Regions from separate parts of the Zea mays genome. Here region 2 is linked to region 1. A link is a contact called in public Hi-C data. All regions are on one chromosome and are shown on one strand. Each heading gives the region's core, a stretch centred on a gene start, on an enhancer-like site or on the middle of the called end of the contact. The rest is flanking DNA. Distances are from core to core; before and after follow the strand shown.

Region 1 (4,313 bases), core at 390-2,889:
TGAAGGCGTTGATGTTCTTCAAAGATTTGCCCTCAGGCCCCATGCTCCTCTCTGCCAATTCCTTCAATCTTTTCACCCTTTCCTTCACACCACTGTCACCCATTAGGCTCGTCAACCTCTCCATGATCCTTTCCTTGGCGACAATGCCATCACCGCCGTCGGGCACCACCCTTAACCCCACCTTCCAGATATCACAAATGTATGCCTGGTTCGTGAACTGGTCGGTGAAGTAGGGCCAGCAAAGCAAAGGCACGCCATGGCGGACGCCCTCCAGCGTCGAGTTCCACCCGCAATGCGTCAGGAAGCAGCCGACAGCAGGGTGCGCGAGCACTTTCTCCTGCGGCGCCCACTCCACCACCTTGCCCCTCGCATGGCGTGGCAGGAGATCCGTGAACGCGGGCGGGAGCTCGGCCGCCAGCCCCGGCCGGAACACCCACAGGAAGGGGCGGGCGGAGGCCAGCAGGGCCAGCGCGAGCTCCTGGAGCTGCGCGGGGCTCATGACCGTCAGGCTCCCGAACGCCACGTACGTCACGGACCCACGGGGCTGCGCGTCCAGGAAGGACGCGCAGGCCTCGTCGTCGGCGCGCCAAAAGTGCCCGGCCGGCGCCTCGCTCGTCCGGCGCTGGCAGGTGCGCAGCGGGCCGATCGGGAGGATGGAGGCGGCCGCCGGGGAGTGGGCGCCGAAGATGTCCGGCTCGAGGTCCTCGAAGGTGTTGCAGAGGACGACGTCCGCCTTAGCCACGGCGGCCCACGCGGTGGTGGTCAGGTAGTGGAAGACCATGCGCTCGACGTCGCGGTTGCCCATGTAGTTCCACGCCAGGAAGACGGCGTCCATGGGGGGCATCGACTCGGCCAGCCGGAACGAGTGGTTCTCCTGCTTCACTGGAGCTCCTGCACGCACGCGCACCATTCTTCAGCTTTGGCCTTTGGGCCTTTGGCCATTGGTTCCCAGCCCAAGAACGCAGCCATCGACGACGCCGACGCCATTAATAATGAGTAAAGTAGTCACAGTTGTGCTGCCCCGCACTGTAGCGGCCATTAATATTAATAATGAGTACGACAGTACGAGTACTCACCGTCGTCATCGATGACGCCATCGCGTATGAGCTTCTTGGCGCCGAACAGGACGGCGAGCACGGCCGCCGACGCGGGCCAGAGTGCGGCGGCCGGGAGCCCACGCCGCTTGACCGCGTCCAGCGCCCACGACATGCCGACGTCGACCACGACGCACGTGACCCTGCCGAGGCGCTCGTCGTCGGCGTCGAGGAGCGCGTCGAGCCGCAGCGGCATGGCCTCCTTCATGCAGGCGTTGAGGCGGACGAAGTTGTCGCGGTCCTCGCCGTCGCCCATCCCGTCAGCGACACCCACGAGCCGCAGCCGGCCATCGGGCGCCCGGCCGCCGCCGGCGGCCACGACGACGCGGCGGTGGTTGAACTCGGTGTTGACGAAGGTGACGGCGAAGCCGCGGTCGAGGAGGCGGTCGGCCAGCTCCATGAACGGGATCACGTGGCCCTGCGCTGGGTAAGGGAGCAGCAGCGCGTGCGGCGCCGGCGTGCGTGCGGCATCGGCGCCCATCTTTTCGTCCGCCCGGGGTTCTTGGTCTTGGGTGAGCCGTAAGCGACTGAGCGTGTATCAGTCTCTATCTGGGAAGCTGCGTAATATAGCGGTGTGGGCTGCAGAGGCGTCCGGATGGCAGGCGGCCATCGCTCCGCCGACATAACTGCCTACGTTATTATTATTTCTTTCTTTTAAAAGAATCAGCGAGACGGAATTAGTTAATGTCCACTACAAATCTGGAATTACTTCGTTGTAAAGCTATCTGCACTGGGCTTCGGCTTAACTTCCAACAAAAACACGTACAGTACAGGAAGACTGGAAGAGAATGCTGCAGCGCTGTACGCCATAGTGCACTGCATAGCTCCGGAGCAACAGGAATCCGCCAAATATGGTGCGTGCCATTTCATTCCGCACTACTTGTTGACAGTACCAAAATCATCTATTATATAGAGGGAAAAAATATAGTAGTTAGATTAGAGTGAACAGATATGTAGTAGTTGATAATAAGGGAATATATAGAGGGATATGGGTGAGGAGAATTTTAATATAGAGTAAGGAATTTTAATAACTAAACTATAAATAGTGATATAGAGTAACCTGCATTATGCATCGCTATCTAGTCGAGTTGAGCAGCCACTATCACGTGGAGGGCGTGCGAGTAATCATACCCACATGATGTCCAAATCCATCCAACGAGGCCATTAAAATTACTAATCTAGATACGTGTTCTCTATACGACCATAAGCAAGGGTCCACAAACCGGTCGGTAATCCGGTTAACCGGACAGCTAGCCGGTTATCTGCACCCGGCCGGTAAGGCCAATACACCGATTTTGGATTTTGAATTTAAAAAAATATAAAATTTGGAAACTTTTGATGCCAATTTTTATATAAATACTATGGATTATTTGCAAACTTTCCGCTAAAACCAAATTTCAAAATAGACAACAGATTTCAAACTAAAAATTATGGAAGTTTTGAAAAAAATACAAAAAAGAAAAAACCGATATATCGGCTAGTATTAGCGGTTAGCCGCTCCCCAAAGCCGATAAACCGATGTATAGGATTGATTAGCCGGTGTTCAAGTAAGAGCTAGGGTTTAGGGGATTTTTTTCTCATTTTCACCGGAAATGTTATCAAATTATCACCGCTACATGCAATATGAGCTATCGATACTTGTAATAATAGATCACTAAAACATTAGGTGCCCTTCGGGTGCCCTATAATGATTTGAAGACAAAAGATTTTGTCCTCGCTAGATAATGACTTGTAACACTAACTCAAGCAAATTTACATGTGTATATAGCAGGATATGTATATGTCTATCAAAATGCATATTAATTTTAGAGGCGGACATGAGGAGCATCGGACCACGTTCACGGGATGATGCCAATTTTTGTATAAATACTATGGATTATTTGAGTTTCTGCTAAAACCAAATTTCAAAATACGAATGGCAGGACCTTGAGTACTACCAAATGTTGGTGGAGTTGTGGAGTACGACTTCTACGTGGACCGATCACACTTGGACAGATTACAACACAAAATCAGTGGAATGCACACCCGTGGGAATGATCTTCACCGGATGGTCTAAGATGGTATTTATGAACTATGAAACAATGACATGAATATATTGAAACCTTGTCGTGCAATGTATTTTGAAGTGCTAAATGTTGTTATTGGACTTGTGATAATATTTAGGCCATTTTTATTTTAATTTTGTGACCTAAATAGGCTTTATTTGAAAAAAACAAGAGGTTCATTTTCTCGCGCACTACTAACAATTTATCAAATTGGTGACCGATAAATCGGTATTATCGGTCGATTAATCGGTTTTGAGTCGTTTGAATTTAAAAACTATTAAACAATGTTATGTAATGTATTTGAACTGCTAAATTTTGTTCAAATTTTGAGACCTCAATGTGCTTTATTTGCAAAAATACAGATGGCTCGATTTCTGTTTCTATATCATTGGTTTATGAGGCCAGGACTCAATTAATCAGACTTACCGATCGATTTATCGGTTTTGAACCGTTTTGAATTAAAAAACTAAGTGATTTCGATTTTGAACGATTTCTATCGGTTTTCACGAGTTTATCGCGATAAACCAATTATGGGTGGTGCGCCGATTTTTACCCTTCAACTGGTTTGGTGAACCTTGACCATAAGTTTTTTTTAAAAAAGGCTCCATCGTCCACGAGATAGATTGATAGTTTTAGTCATTCGATTTAAGATAGTCATTTGTCAATGCATTACCACAGTTTCTATATATCATATAGGTGTATCATTGTTTTAATAGGACATAAAAATATGTGTTTTATTGGTTAGGTGGTTGTGGACATGGAGCCAACAAGGCAACAACCAAGGTAAACCCTTTATTTGTGCACAATTTTACTTTATTTTTGAGCAGGAAATGTGACACAGGATGACCGTTGAAACTGGTGCTTTAATATAGTAGAGATAGAGAAATGATTCTCTCATGCAGATATAGAAAACCCTCTAATTTATATTCTAAGCATATACAACACATCATAAATTTAGGTGTACACCTAATATGAGGAGTAAAGCTACCGAGACCATTCCTTTTCCAAACCAATCAGAATGGTATGTCTTATTTGGAATTGTCAGGCTCTTGGAAAGGTCTCCAAATCTGAGTTCTTAAAAGAGCTCATTAAAGATGAAAAAGTGGACTTCATTGGTTTACAAGAAACCAATAGAAAAACGTTTAGTGATACCCGATTGAACTCGATTGGTGGT
Region 2 (4,155 bases), core at 1,004-3,503, 260 kb after region 1:
TGTTTATCTATTTCCATCAAACAATCCAAAACCTCACTAAACTTCCTAATAATGGTTTCACCAGAATGATTGAAACAGTTTTGGCACCTCCTATTTGACTCATTATCAGCACATATGAACAAGAAAATTGCAAGAGCCTCATATGTGTTCATATGCAAGGATGGTTTTAGGCCATACCTTGACACTAATAATTCATGAATACGACAAGTGTTCATATTCATGAATACTTGTGTGATCATACAAAGTTTCCTATGACATTCACCCAGGGTCTTCAATGTTTCTAGCACCCATCCCATACGACAAGTGTTTACTATCTTTGGTGGATTTTTTTTAGGTATAGCTCAACATATTTTTTCACCATTTTCACATCACTAAGAATAATATCCAAAAACTCATCACTTACATTCATATAGTTATCCATATAACAATCACTATCACTTTCAAAAATCTGCAAATCCACATACACATGTTCAAAAATAGATACATGAATATATGGAGCAATGATAGCATATATGATTACAAAATAAAGTAAACATACATATCCTCATAGTCAATCAAAGTGACCTGATTAAAGATACAACATAAAATAATATTTAAGTCACAATAAACAAAGTGAATAAAAATGAAGTAATATTTAATGTTTCAAGTTTTCGTGAAGAAAAAGGAATATAGTGGCATGTAAGCTAAATAATTATGCTGAAATAAATAGAACATCTAGCCTGGTGCTGGTGCTGGCATGAGTTATCATAGTTGGTGCAAAACAAATTTAGTTGGTTGTTTTTAGGTGGCTAGGTCACGGCTCATTAAGTATCACGGTATGTTTGGTTTGTTGTCTAACTTTTCTATCTAAGAGCATCTCCAAGAGCTCTCCATAAAACGACTCCTCAAAATCAGTTTTAAGGGACATCTAAATAATAAGTGGGGGTAAATTTTAATCCTTTCTCCAACAGATCCCTTAAATCAGCAGTTTGTTTCTGGGGAGCCCAAAAAAACCCTCATTTGTAGCTACAAATGAGGGAGTTTTAAGGGCTATGAAAAAGTTGGGGGCGCTTTAGGGGAACTGTTGGAGACATGTTTTTGTGTTTTTCCCAAAAAAATAGATTTAGGGGAGACTTCTGGGGAGCTTTTGGAGATGCTCTAAGGTTAGTTCCTAAATTTAAACGACTAACCTTAGACAAAGTGTGGCGACAAAGTGTGGCACAGTTAACCCCGGACCAAACAGTCCCTTAGTCACACAACTCTAATATATACCTTTGGAGTGATTAACTATGATTAACCCTATGAGATCTTTTAAACCAATGCGTATATATATCTTCGGAGTGGCTAGCTATGATTAACTACCCATGAGCCCTTTGCATTGATCGTATTTTCTACTACGTACTATTATATCAGCCAGAGGCACAATGTCATTGTTGTGTTCAAACTTCAAACAAGCAAAGCAAAAACAGTAAAATGTGACTGTTAATTTATTCAAACAGGGTGACACATATAGGAGTGTAATGTGACTGTTTATACAAACAAACATTATCTTACGTACTGGGGGAAAAAACCATGACATGGTTATGGGAGGACAGTACTGTTTAATCAGCAACCAAACAAATCCTAAATTCAACCAAGTTCTCTCTACCTGCCAACATCAATCTAAATTCTACAGTGATCCACTGGTTTGTTCTTCAAAGTGCATTAGTACCAACTATCAATCGGTAGCTAGCCTCGATTGGCCAAATTATAATCCTACCAATTCACTACCGCGTATTGCAGCAATTTGATAGTAATTGCCTTCGTAGGTGTAGTATATTGAAGAATCGATGATTGTGCATCGTCGAAGCCACCATCATTGCTTGTCATGCCCATCAGGGGGCAGGATCTTGGAGTCGGCGGTCGCCGGCCATCGCTGCCATACAGCCGCCAAACGCCACTGGTCTCCTTCAGCTGTGCCCTGGCCCTATGTGCGGCCCACGGCCACCGCGTGCAAAGAGTCCTCTCCCTTGGCACTGCCAGCCGCCTGTGGCCCGGGGGAGATCGACCCTCGCCGCCAGTGTGGGGCGGACCATGGCCACCGGCGCCATGCGCCATGGGAGTGCCCGGAACTTGGAAATGGGAGAAAAGAAACGCTTCGAAATCGATCGATTCGGAAGCCACGTCGTCGGATGTCATCGTTTGGTTTCGACTCTATATTGAATGGGAGTCCAGCAGGATGGAGAGGACTCGGACAGATCCGTTTGGTGGGGGTCGAAGAAATAAAGAATGGGTCGTTTACCCTTTGTAACTAGCGGCATAGGTGAGGTGAGTAATTTCCATTCAACTTCACGAGGGTTTGTGAAGCTCCTCTTCTGTTGCATCAACAAAACCGTGAAGTTCTCTCCAACTTCAAGGTTTTTTTTGTGAAACTGAGCTAATTAAGTTGTGCATGTTTTGCTTAAAGCTAATCTCTCCCAAACCCTAGTAAACCCCTAGGTACAAGAACAGTTGAACCTACACAATCATAGTGTTCTCAAGTCGTTCACTGGTTTCTCCTCGTCTAATATTAAAGAACAACAAAACAAAATATTTATAAACAATTACTAATATTAAAATGACTGTATGTGTAGAAATAATGTACAGTTGTATCTAGATGTCTCGATTGAATACCACAATCATAATTAGATAATGGTAGCTCAGGAGGGGCACGTGCATCCTTACAAAAACACATACAAATATAAATCTCTAGGATGACATATTTTCACATCACAAAACTCACAACATTTTTTTACAGCACACAACTCAACAATTTTTAAGCCAGCAGTGAAACAAAAAGACCCCGAGACCAAAAAGGCATTTCAAACAGCATCGCTGGTTCACCATTTAGTCCAAGATGTCTATAACTATCATTCGGCAATCAACGCTGTTTACAACAAAATTTGGTTCCAGCTGGTCATTATCCTCCAACTCCAAGGGGGGAAACAAACCCACCCTGGCTTCAAGAGTTCAGATAATTAGAGAAAACGATTTCTCACAGTGGCAAACAAGTAAAATGGTGCAATGGTTTGCTAACATGTTCCAGGGCTAAAGCGCAACCATACTGAACCCAGCACAGGTGCTTCTAGGATCAGGGGATTCCACACCTTGAGAATAAGCTTCTATGCCCTGGTGCATACATACGCCGCCAGTTCGGGACAATGATTTATGTACATTACATCTAATAAAAGAAAGGCTCAGATCATGGGGCTCCAGCGCTTTTCACATATGAGACCACGACTGTTATGTCATCAAGCTTCCCACCATAATACCGGTACCCAGCTTCTTGAGCAGCTGATGCAAAAGGTGACTGCCTATTTTTGTCCGTAGCTCTTTGTCGAGCCAGGGCGGCAATTTTTTGTGCTGCAATCTGAGGCTCAAGTCCAACCCGGAGAGCTTCAACAATAACACCACTTATCTCATTGTTGTATAAATTGTCAAATAGTCCATCCGTGCCAGCAACGATAACATCACCCGGGGCAACCGGAAAGTGAAATACCTAAAATAAATCAAATATGAAGCACAAGTATTATATAATAGTAGTTTGAAGATGCAGAGCTTGCACAAGGAATTCAACAGGGGAAGAAGAATAGGCATCTGAATTGATCTGTGTTATCAAAATTATATACAGAATATTCAAAGGAAAAGGCTGTGATTTACTCACTTGTGCGGAACTAGGAAGATCACTGCCACCTCCACTCTCAAGCTGATAAGTAAAATTGAAATCATGCTGCTGTGAGGGTGACCTGAGAACAGTGCGGCCATCTCGGACTACTACGAAACCACTATCCCCAAGATTTACAGCATGGATACCCTGCAAGATCAAACGTTGTGGTATTAGTGGAAGTCACCAATGAACTAGCATATCAATTGCAAAAACACAAAAGGGACTAAATACACAAACTTTTCCAAAGTAGGAATCTAGAACTGGCATCATCAAATAGATGGGTAAAGAATTTACTATTCTCAAGAACTCAGTTTGCAATTCATATACTCAATAAATGATGTGAAGAATCATTTTCTGTGTATTGTACCAACCAATCTTAAATCACGTCTTTATGCTGTGTTTTACTGTTTACTAGGATACAGCAAATAAGCAGATAAAACAGGAGGACGCTAAACATCAAACAAGGATGAGCCTTCACCTGATCTTTAAGA

The links. A called contact is a pair of places that touch in the nucleus more often than the background predicts.
Region 2: a Hi-C map of ear shows a contact between it and region 1, with 2.3 times the contacts expected there. The contact joins the enhancer-like site here to the promoter of LOC100284856 in region 1. A contact is called at or near these places in 3 of 25 Hi-C or Micro-C datasets (bundle sheath, ear and tassel).

The regions. Positions count from the first base shown.
Region 1 is chr1:298,006,328-298,010,640 of Zm-B73-REFERENCE-NAM-5.0, forward strand. It overlaps LOC100284856 (cytokinin-O-glucosyltransferase 2), which reads right to left and starts at 1,640. Exons shown (of 2, transcript NM_001157751.1): 1 at 1,077-1,640; 2 at 1-891. The coding sequence starts at 1,575.
Region 2 is chr1:298,264,313-298,268,467 of Zm-B73-REFERENCE-NAM-5.0, forward strand. It overlaps LOC100191645 (putative protein phosphatase 2C 55), which reads right to left. Exons shown (of 5, transcript NM_001137074.1): 3 at 4,143-4,155; 4 at 3,662-3,811; 5 at 2,846-3,496. The coding sequence ends at 3,200. Among protein-coding and RNA genes, the nearest start is that of LOC100191645, 5.8 kb to the right of the region's middle. Within about 2 kb of position 2,254, at least 10 of the 20 cell types and tissues checked have an H3K27ac peak or open chromatin away from gene starts, as enhancers often do. A contact at or near this core is called in ear, where this site is marked.